Linked DNA regions of Mus musculus: region 2 is linked to region 1. A link is a contact called in public HiChIP or PLAC-seq data. All regions are on one chromosome and are shown on one strand. Each heading gives the region's core, a stretch centred on a gene start, on an enhancer-like site or on the middle of the called end of the contact. The rest is flanking DNA. Distances are from core to core; before and after follow the strand shown. Region 1 holds the start of Tnfaip6 (tumor necrosis factor alpha induced protein 6). Region 2 holds the start of A430018G15Rik (RIKEN cDNA A430018G15 gene).

Evidence for each region. HiChIP or PLAC-seq counts read pairs in DNA pulled down with a chosen protein or histone mark.
Region 2: an H3K4me3 HiChIP or PLAC-seq map of bone marrow-derived macrophages shows a contact between it and region 1, with 5 times the contacts expected there. The contact joins the promoter of A430018G15Rik here to the promoter of Tnfaip6 in region 1. A contact is called at or near these places in 1 of 115 datasets of contacts at active chromatin or transcription factors (bone marrow-derived macrophages) and 2 of 9 other capture datasets (adipose tissue and liver).

The regions. Positions count from the first base shown.
Region 1 is chr2:52,036,301-52,040,448 of GRCm38.p6, forward strand. It overlaps Tnfaip6 (tumor necrosis factor alpha induced protein 6), which reads left to right and starts at 1,813. Exons shown (of 6, transcript NM_009398.2): 1 at 1,813-1,969. The coding sequence starts at 1,876.
Region 2 is chr2:52,422,562-52,426,709 of GRCm38.p6, forward strand. It overlaps A430018G15Rik (RIKEN cDNA A430018G15 gene), which reads left to right and starts at 2,451. Exons shown (of 3, transcript NR_165461.1): 1 at 2,451-2,594. Arl5a (ADP-ribosylation factor-like 5A) reads right to left here and starts at 2,313. Exons shown (of 6, transcript NM_182994.2): 1 at 2,029-2,313. The coding sequence starts at 2,074.

The DNA of each region.
Region 1 (4,148 bases), core at 563-3,062:
AGATCATCTCATACTTTGATCATTTTCGAACAAGTTCAATGGATCTAGGAAAGTTGGGCCATACTTGCATTAACTTCATCATCATCTACCTGTCACCAGAATGTTTGACTGGTGCCTTCTTTCCGCAACTTGTGAGCGATGGCAAAAGAACTCAGGAGAAGCACCAGCATGTATACAATAGGCAGAACTCACTACCAAGTACAGCACACCCTTGAGGGTGCGAGGGAGCCCGCTGTGGTGGCACAGATGCCCCGGTGGCACACACCTTTAATCTCAGCACTCAGGAGGCAGAGATAGAGGCAGAGGCAGGTTGACCTCTGGGAGTTCGAGCCCAACTTTATCTATATAGCCAAGTTCTAGGACAACCGGGGCTACATAGACGGAGATCCTATCGCCAAGAAAACAACAACAACAAAAGAAATAGTACACAATAGCCAAAAGGTTCAGAGATACTACTACCACAATCCGCATGGGGCTTTTGTTTTGTTTTGTTTTGTTTGCTTTTTGGCTTTTTTTTTTTTAACAGATGTTTTTTCTGAGAGGCTTTGTGGTGTTCAAATGATTGATGAGCCTGTTTGTGTGGATTCTGACAGGAAAGAGGATGGTATGGTATATCTTTGTGTCTGCCTGGTACTGATGATTGGACCTAGGATCTTACACATGTTATAGGCATGCTCTACCGCTGAGCTGTCTCCCCCCTCCCCCTCCCCGTACCCCTCCCCCTCTCCCTCTCCCACAGTCGGTCTCCTTTTCTTATTCTGAGACAGTCTCATTAAGTTGCCCAGAGTGACAGGCATGAGGACAGGCTGAGTGGGTGGGCACATAAGCATCTCTGGAAAGAGACCGTTTTGTAGGTCAGGCCTGCTGCAATTACAGTCCCGTACCATTGGGCCTGGCTGGTCTGTATCAGACAAGCCTCTTGCTACATAGTAATCTTGCTACATAGTAATCTTAAATTTCCTAGAGTCAGGCTTAGTTACCCATTAATGACTGACTTTCTAGGCAGTTCAGGATGCCATGTCTACCCCCAGAACCAGAAATATGACCGAAATCCTATTCTTCTGACCAGTAGTGAAGAGCTCCCGCCTATTTTCATGCAGGCTATGACTGTAAGGAGTCTAGCCATCCCACCCCCCACCCCCCACCCCGCAGGAGTCCTTCAAACCTGCTAGTATCTAACTACTTAAAATACGCCTTGTGTTAACATAGCGAAATATTTAGATAGTCCAAGAATGTCCTAAGACTCTCAAACTGGGTTCCTTTTCTCAAAACTGGTGTATTTACGGGGGGGGGGGGTCCTGTCTTGCTGGGTTTGCCAAGCTACATACACCTTTGTACCTTTGTTATAAATCTTCACAGACTTATTTGGCAATGTATAGCAAAAACTAAAGCGATACTATCACACTCAAGACCACGAAGATTAGGGTCAAGTCACAGACTCCCAAATTAACAATTCAAACAGGACCTTCAGGATTTCTCAGAGAATTCCGCTGGAGTTCGGCTTTTTTTTTTTTTTTTTTTTTACCGCTTCTTAATCTGCAACAAACGCCACAAACTTTCTAACTGAAAAGTGCTGGTGACTGACAGAAATAAACGAACTTGTTTCTGAGAAAGAGACTTTAAAACGTAGATGCTCATCCCCCGCCCTCCGTTCTGGTTGCCAATGCAAATGAGTCAGAGGGCTTGCTTCAGACACTGAACTAATTGTGTAACTCCGCAACGGAAAGTGCCATTGGAGAATACATGCTGACCTCACAGCCGAAAAAAACTATTTAAAAGATGTGGAAACCAGATGTTTCAGCCGCATTCCAGCCGCTGCTCTGAGAATTTCGTGTGGGCAGCCCCGACATTGTAACCGGCTCTGCAACCGAAGAGATGGTCGTCCTCCTTTGCTTATGCGTCTTGCTGTGGGAAGAGGCTCACGGATGGGGATTCAAGAACGGGATCTTTCATAACTCCATATGGCTTGGTAAGAAACTTCACTCGCGAGCTTCATGTTGGGAATATCGATCCATTGACATCATAGAGGACTGAATGGAAGGAGTGAAATTTTCTAGTGTGTTCAAAGCTGGTGTTTTCACAGAAAATACTTTAGAGAGACAGTGACTGGCATGCCATTAAACAAAGAAAGTTTTCTTTTAAAATTGAAGGCTATCCTTTTATACAATATATTGTTCAACAACAACAAAAAAGAGGTTAAGATGTGCTAACATTGTAAAAATATATTTCAAGATTTCAAAGCAGATATGGTCGCTGACTGGTGGGTATTTCTTTATGGAACTAAAACACTACTATAACGTTTTTGTTTTGTTTTCCCACTGCACTGGCAGTAAGGTTTTAGGTGAGATGATGCAGGCTGACCTGCAGCATCTCTGAGCTCTGTGGACTCTGAGCTACAGGGTACAGCTTAACTTTTCTGTCTTTCAACTGTTCTAACAAGGCTCGAGTGTGGCTGGTGCAGGAAAGAAGATGAAAATGCTTTGTCCTTTTTAGTACGTTCATCAGGTTTGGCTCTTTCTGTCATGGGAGTACGTTCCTAGACCTTTGGTTAAATGGGGAAAGTTCTTTTTGCTGTTTTTGTTAAGTGTAAGGAATGACTTGGGCTAAACGCTGAAGATGAACAAAAGACCAGCAAATGAATATTAACACAGAAAACTCAGAATTCCCATTATAGCACTCAGAACAACACTTGAATCCTTATCATTTAAGTTGGATGCTACATTTTGTTCATTATTGTATTTAGTAGAGAATTTTTTTGATTGCTTGTTGGAGGGATCATCTTATTCTTGTGCAGAATAAACAAAACAAACAAACAAACAAACAAAAAACAGACAAAGCAAAATCAACCTAGATCTTGGTTTTTTGCTTGCTAGGCAACACATGGCTGTAGACTATTTTTCCCTCTCAGCAGTATTCTCTGTGGTAGAAACTGCAGCCATGAGGATCTCATTAGCTGGATTTGAAATGCACAGCCCTGCCGCCTCTTTTTCCAACTTGAGCCGAAACTAGTCGCAGTGTGACCATTTGGTCAAGATGGGCTCTGAAATTTGGTAGACGTGTACATGCAATCCAACTGAGGTAATACAGACACATTCGTCAGAAATGGGGAAACACCATAAAGCTGGTAGGAATTGAAGTCATGTGGGGAGATCTTGAAAGGCTGTCAAATTCTCCTGGGTTGGGGTGATTTGAAGTCATTGTTTTTGTAATGTTTTGAATGTGTATGCTACAGAACTGTAAACCTGAGTAAAAAGCAGTTCTGCCCTGAAGGTGGAGTGAAGCGAGCCCAGCCTTTGTGAGGAGCACAGCACAGAGGCTTGAGACCCTGTCAAATGCTTCAATCTGGGACGAATTACTGACTAGTCAGCCCAGCACAAATTGGTTACAGTTGGTTGGGTCAATATAATATTAGAAACTGTTCAGGGAGAAAAGAGAGCTGGGTTCAAAGGGAAGGATCTGGTAACAACTGTGAAGAACAGGACGTTTGAACTCTGTGACTTCTAATTTCTTTAACGGCAACTCACCAAGAAAGGAACAGACTCACGAGAAATCAGTCAATGTGGGTCTCGAAACTGAACACTGAAGACAGAGATCAATTATTTTCTGTCTTCCTCCTGGATCTGCAAAAGGCATACTATAAGGTCCTGATAGGTGGCTACTGCTATCATTGTTCCCATTTTCTAGATGAAGAAACTGAGGCTCAAGTAGTGATGTCTGCAAGGTTACTTAACTCCTCCCCCCCCAAAAAAAAAGCAGCACAAGGCAGAGCCTACAGTCCACTGTTGTCATTTCCAAAAACAAAAACAAACAAAAAAAAACCCTTTTTTCAGTTTTAAAAATTAAATAGCAGAAGAGAAAAATGAATAAAATAGTTTTAGACACATGTATCTTTTAAAAGTTAGAGTTTTGTTGTATTAAGTTTTGTCATGATAGCAGAAAATTCTAAATCTATAAATATTTTTTTAAATAACAGATAATACTTTAAAATAATAATGGTCCTGATTTTGTACTTCTAGTTCTTGGCAGTTTCAGGCTGGCCTGGAATACACAGAAAAAAACTTGCCTCAAAATAAATTAACATTCAAAGTTAAAAAATACATACATAAAAGGCTTTGTTTATAATTATCTGGGCAGAATCAAGTATGCCA
Region 2 (4,148 bases), core at 1,201-3,700, 390 kb after region 1:
CTCTACCAACTAAGCTACAGCCCCAGCTACAATACTTTTTAATGGTGTCAATAAATGGCAGTATCTAGAATAAAGTTTGAGCGCTCCGGAATCTGTGCCCCACCTAAACATAGCTCTGGTTTTCTGGGCCCAGCAAGCAGTTCACCAGCTCAGCTTTAATTGAGCAGCTGCTTTTTGAGAAGCCAGAGCTGCTAAGTCTCTGCGTTCATCGATATAGCAAACTCTGCAATTACCCAAAGCCTCTCTCCGCAGCTCTCCATGAAAAGAGTATAGAAACGTGTGCTGATCCTTCTGTAAAACAAAGCATCGAAGACACACCTAACTTATGTGCCCCCTTCTCCACAGGTCCAAGACTAGCAACAAGTGTTTGTGACAGTGAATTCCGTGAGGCTACTGAGCTGGGAAGAGACCATTTAACGATTTTTTTTCTTCACGATCTCACTCTATTGACTGGTAATTTCCTAGGAACTGGACTCTATTAATCCTCTTGTTAATTTTCAAACTCTGAGTAAACGTTCAGGCAAATGCTACTACAAAATGCAGAGCACAAGATCTGTGCTGCTACCAATGCATTCCTGCTATCATGTGCAACTAGGTGAGTTTCTTTTAAAGTTCTAATTCATTTTTTAAGTTACAGCAACGGTTTGGTCACTGACTCAAAGAAGAAAGTGAGACCAGTACCAGAGACACTTTAAAGCAAAAGGTCTTTCTAAACCAAAGCAGAACTGAAACACTAGTCTCACTAAATTCAAGACTGTAGAGGACAGAACTAGAATAAGAACACTTATTACCCACACAAATATCACCAGTTCTACAACAATGTAACCTTTAGTACTTCAAACCTAGAGATTAAATATTCAAAAACTGTAGACCCCACAAATCCCTCCTGTGCTAGGTGAGAGTATCTAAACCCACAGAATTATGAAGCCACTAGAAACCACTACCCCGTCACACGTTCTCTGCTGACCAGACAGAGCTAATGGAAATATCCTCTTTATTGCCTTCCACTTCATTTAGTACCGTTATCTTAGGTATCATTTTTAAAAAAATTATTATTAAAAAAAGCAGAACCCACTAGGGATTACAAGTCCCATAAAACCAGCTCTATCCCAGAGGAGGAGCAAGCCCGGCAACTGCTCCTTCTAAATAGTAGGCGCCACCGTTCATTAAGTTTTAACTGGAAAAAGTGGGGGTGCGACAACGCTACCAGCTTATACAAGAGAAAAACTGTACGTGCTTGACAGATGGAATGAACTGCAAGTAGAGCTTTTTTTAAAAAAAAGCACTATATTTCATTTCAGTAACTATGTAGTTCTGTTAGGACCATATTCTCTCCAGTATCACACACCCATTTTGTAATTTTTTTTTTTAATAAATCCCCTATGCCTTTCCGTGGCAAATGTCTGCATTTAGGCGAACTTAACACAGTAACCTGCTAGTTACCTAATGCTAATGAAGCCTGCCTCCCGAGGCAGGCTTTTAAAAGCTTTCAGCGAAACACTTTAACAAGGGCCAAAAACAAAACAAAACAAAACAAAACCCAAAACCTTCTAATAACCTAAGAAAGAAAACGACCTTAGGCTTGACCTTTACCACTGAGACAAACGGCGCAAAGGAGAGACACTCCATCACTATTCCGCAGCGAGGGTCTCCCCGCCCATCCCCCCCACCCCCACCCCCACCCCCACCCCCCAAAGCGAACCAGACGGATCCAGCACTAGTTCCAGTTTTCCGCATTCTGCAAGCCGTGGGCTCGGTGGCGCCGCTAGGGTCAGGGCCCTCGGTCCTCACTCTAGAACCCCAGCTGTTGCCCGTGCGGCCCAAACACAATTGCGGGCAGGCGACGGGGATGGAAGCAGGCCAGGCAGCGCGCTGGGCCCTCGGCGTGGGGCAGGGCACCTTTTGCGCTCGCGATCAAATCGGAGAAATGGGTGTATGGCGGGAGGAACCTCTCCCCAGCTCCCCGGAGACAAAGGCGACCCTCCTGCCCGACAAGGGCCGGGACCTCCCCGCCCGGCCCAGCCTCACCCTGGTGATTGAACAGCCTCCAGATCCGGGTAAAGAGAATTCCCATCCTCGGGCAGCGGAGCCCTCCAGCCTCCCGGGCTCAGGCTGCGGGGCAGAAGGACGCGCCGGGGCCTCCGCCTCTGCTCCCGCGCCGGCCGCGCGCCCGCTTCCAGGGACCCGCGGGGAGGCCGCAGCCCAGGCCGCCCAGCCACGCGCGAGGCCCCGCCGCTACCGCCGCGGCGCTCGCCTGGCTCGCGGACATCGCCGCCGCGTTGTCTGCTCGAACCTCGCGGGCCACCGTCCTCCCCCAGCTCCTCTCCGGCGGTGGCTCGGGCAGGGGCGGGGCGGAGCGAGGGGACTGCGCAGGCGCCGTGCCCGGAGGCGGAGCGAGGGAGCTGGAGGCGGGGCAAGGGGGCTGGAGGCGGGGCGAGGGGCTGGGAGGCCTCTGCGGCGCGGAGGGTCAGTGGAAGGAAGGCTGCGGCGCTTTAGGCGCGCCAATGTCGGGGATTTGAGGTTGTTTCTAAGTCACAATGCAAATATGTAACCATACTCAACTCCAAAAGTGCCAGGTTTGGACCCCGACGATGGTAAGCTTTAAGTCTCTTTAGAGCCTATTTTCCCTGACAAGCAGCAGAAATCATTGGCCTATTTTTTTTTTTTTTTTTTTTTTTTTTGTCGCTGCGGTTTTTCGTACTTCTACCTTTGCTTCTCAGCGCTCTTCCCTCTCCAATCTCCCTCTGCTCTCAGGCCACTCTTGGCTAGAACACTTTTCCTTAAGTATCTCCCCGGTTTAAAAATCTTAAGGCACAAAAGCCGTCTGAGCTGAGTCCAAAAAGACTGTAGACAAGAAACTCACTGGTCTTCACGATATGATCGTCTTTTTCTCTCATTCAGGAGTCACCATCATGTTAAATAGATGGCCAAATGCTGTCTGTGCTCTTCATTCTGCTGCTTGCCTAAAGTTTAAACAGTTGTGCCTCCTGGTATGCGAGTGTCCAGCTCTGCGCCCCTGCGCACCCCCACCCCCACTCCCCGCAGGATAAGTGGCTGAAAAGTAAAATATAAGTAATCGCTGGCGAACTTGATCCGAACGAAGAGTTCTTGCCTGTGTTTTGTTTTTGTTTACTTTAGTTCCCTTTAGCTAAACAGGTAGACTCTAGATCTCCATATTCCTGATGTAGGAACAGGGTCGATTCCTGAGGTTAACTGACGACTGTGATAGTTTTGACTCAAAGAGAAACTGGGGTTGTCTACTTCTTCCACACACATAAACAAACAAAAAGAGTAGAATCAGCATCATCTCTTTCTATCCTCTTTAAGTTTGTAAAAGGGAGGGAAAAAAAAAAGGCAGAGACGGAAAAATGTGGGAGACTTGTGAAAGGCCCTTTCGAGCTGTTCCCGACCTTATCCTCAACAGCCACATGAAATGAAGCACTATACTCTGCCTGACTCCTAACCATATACTACCGTATAGCTCAATGTATGGGAAAGAGTTCTTCATCTTCTTTGGGGGCTTGCGTTCAAATGCCAGTCTTAGAGGAGGCATACATAAAGGAGAATTAGATCTGGATATACTTAATAGCCAGTGGGCTGTTTAGAAGATCAATGTTCGCATAACCAACTTACATGAGCTCTTTAGTGATTCCATTCCCATCCAGTTTAGGCAGGGCTTTAGCGGCTCTGAGTCATTTTACAAATTCCCACATGTCTTTGGCAACTTATTAATGTATGCCAGACCTACATTTACCCATGAAGTTAGAGATCTGTGTTTTAGAACTCTATTAAGGAAATGGTCTCTTAGGCTATTTTCCAAGTGTCCCTCACAGAAGGGGGGATGGAGTTGACTAGTAGAATCTTGGCTGACTTTAGTAGACAAAATACAAAATTGTTAACTATAGATGTAACTGGGAATCTTTAATGAGGGATATCAAACATTTTGTTCTTCCTTCTGAGACCTTCTAAATATTTTATCCATTTTTAAAGTCATGAGCAAAATGCCATGAAAGACCTCAGCTTCAAGGCAGGAGAGAGTAAAACATGTGCTTTACCATTCTACAGTTAACAAGCAGAATACTGGATACAACACAAGAAACAACTGTTTCCAGATACTGGGAAACAGCCTGTGGAACTAAAGAGAAACA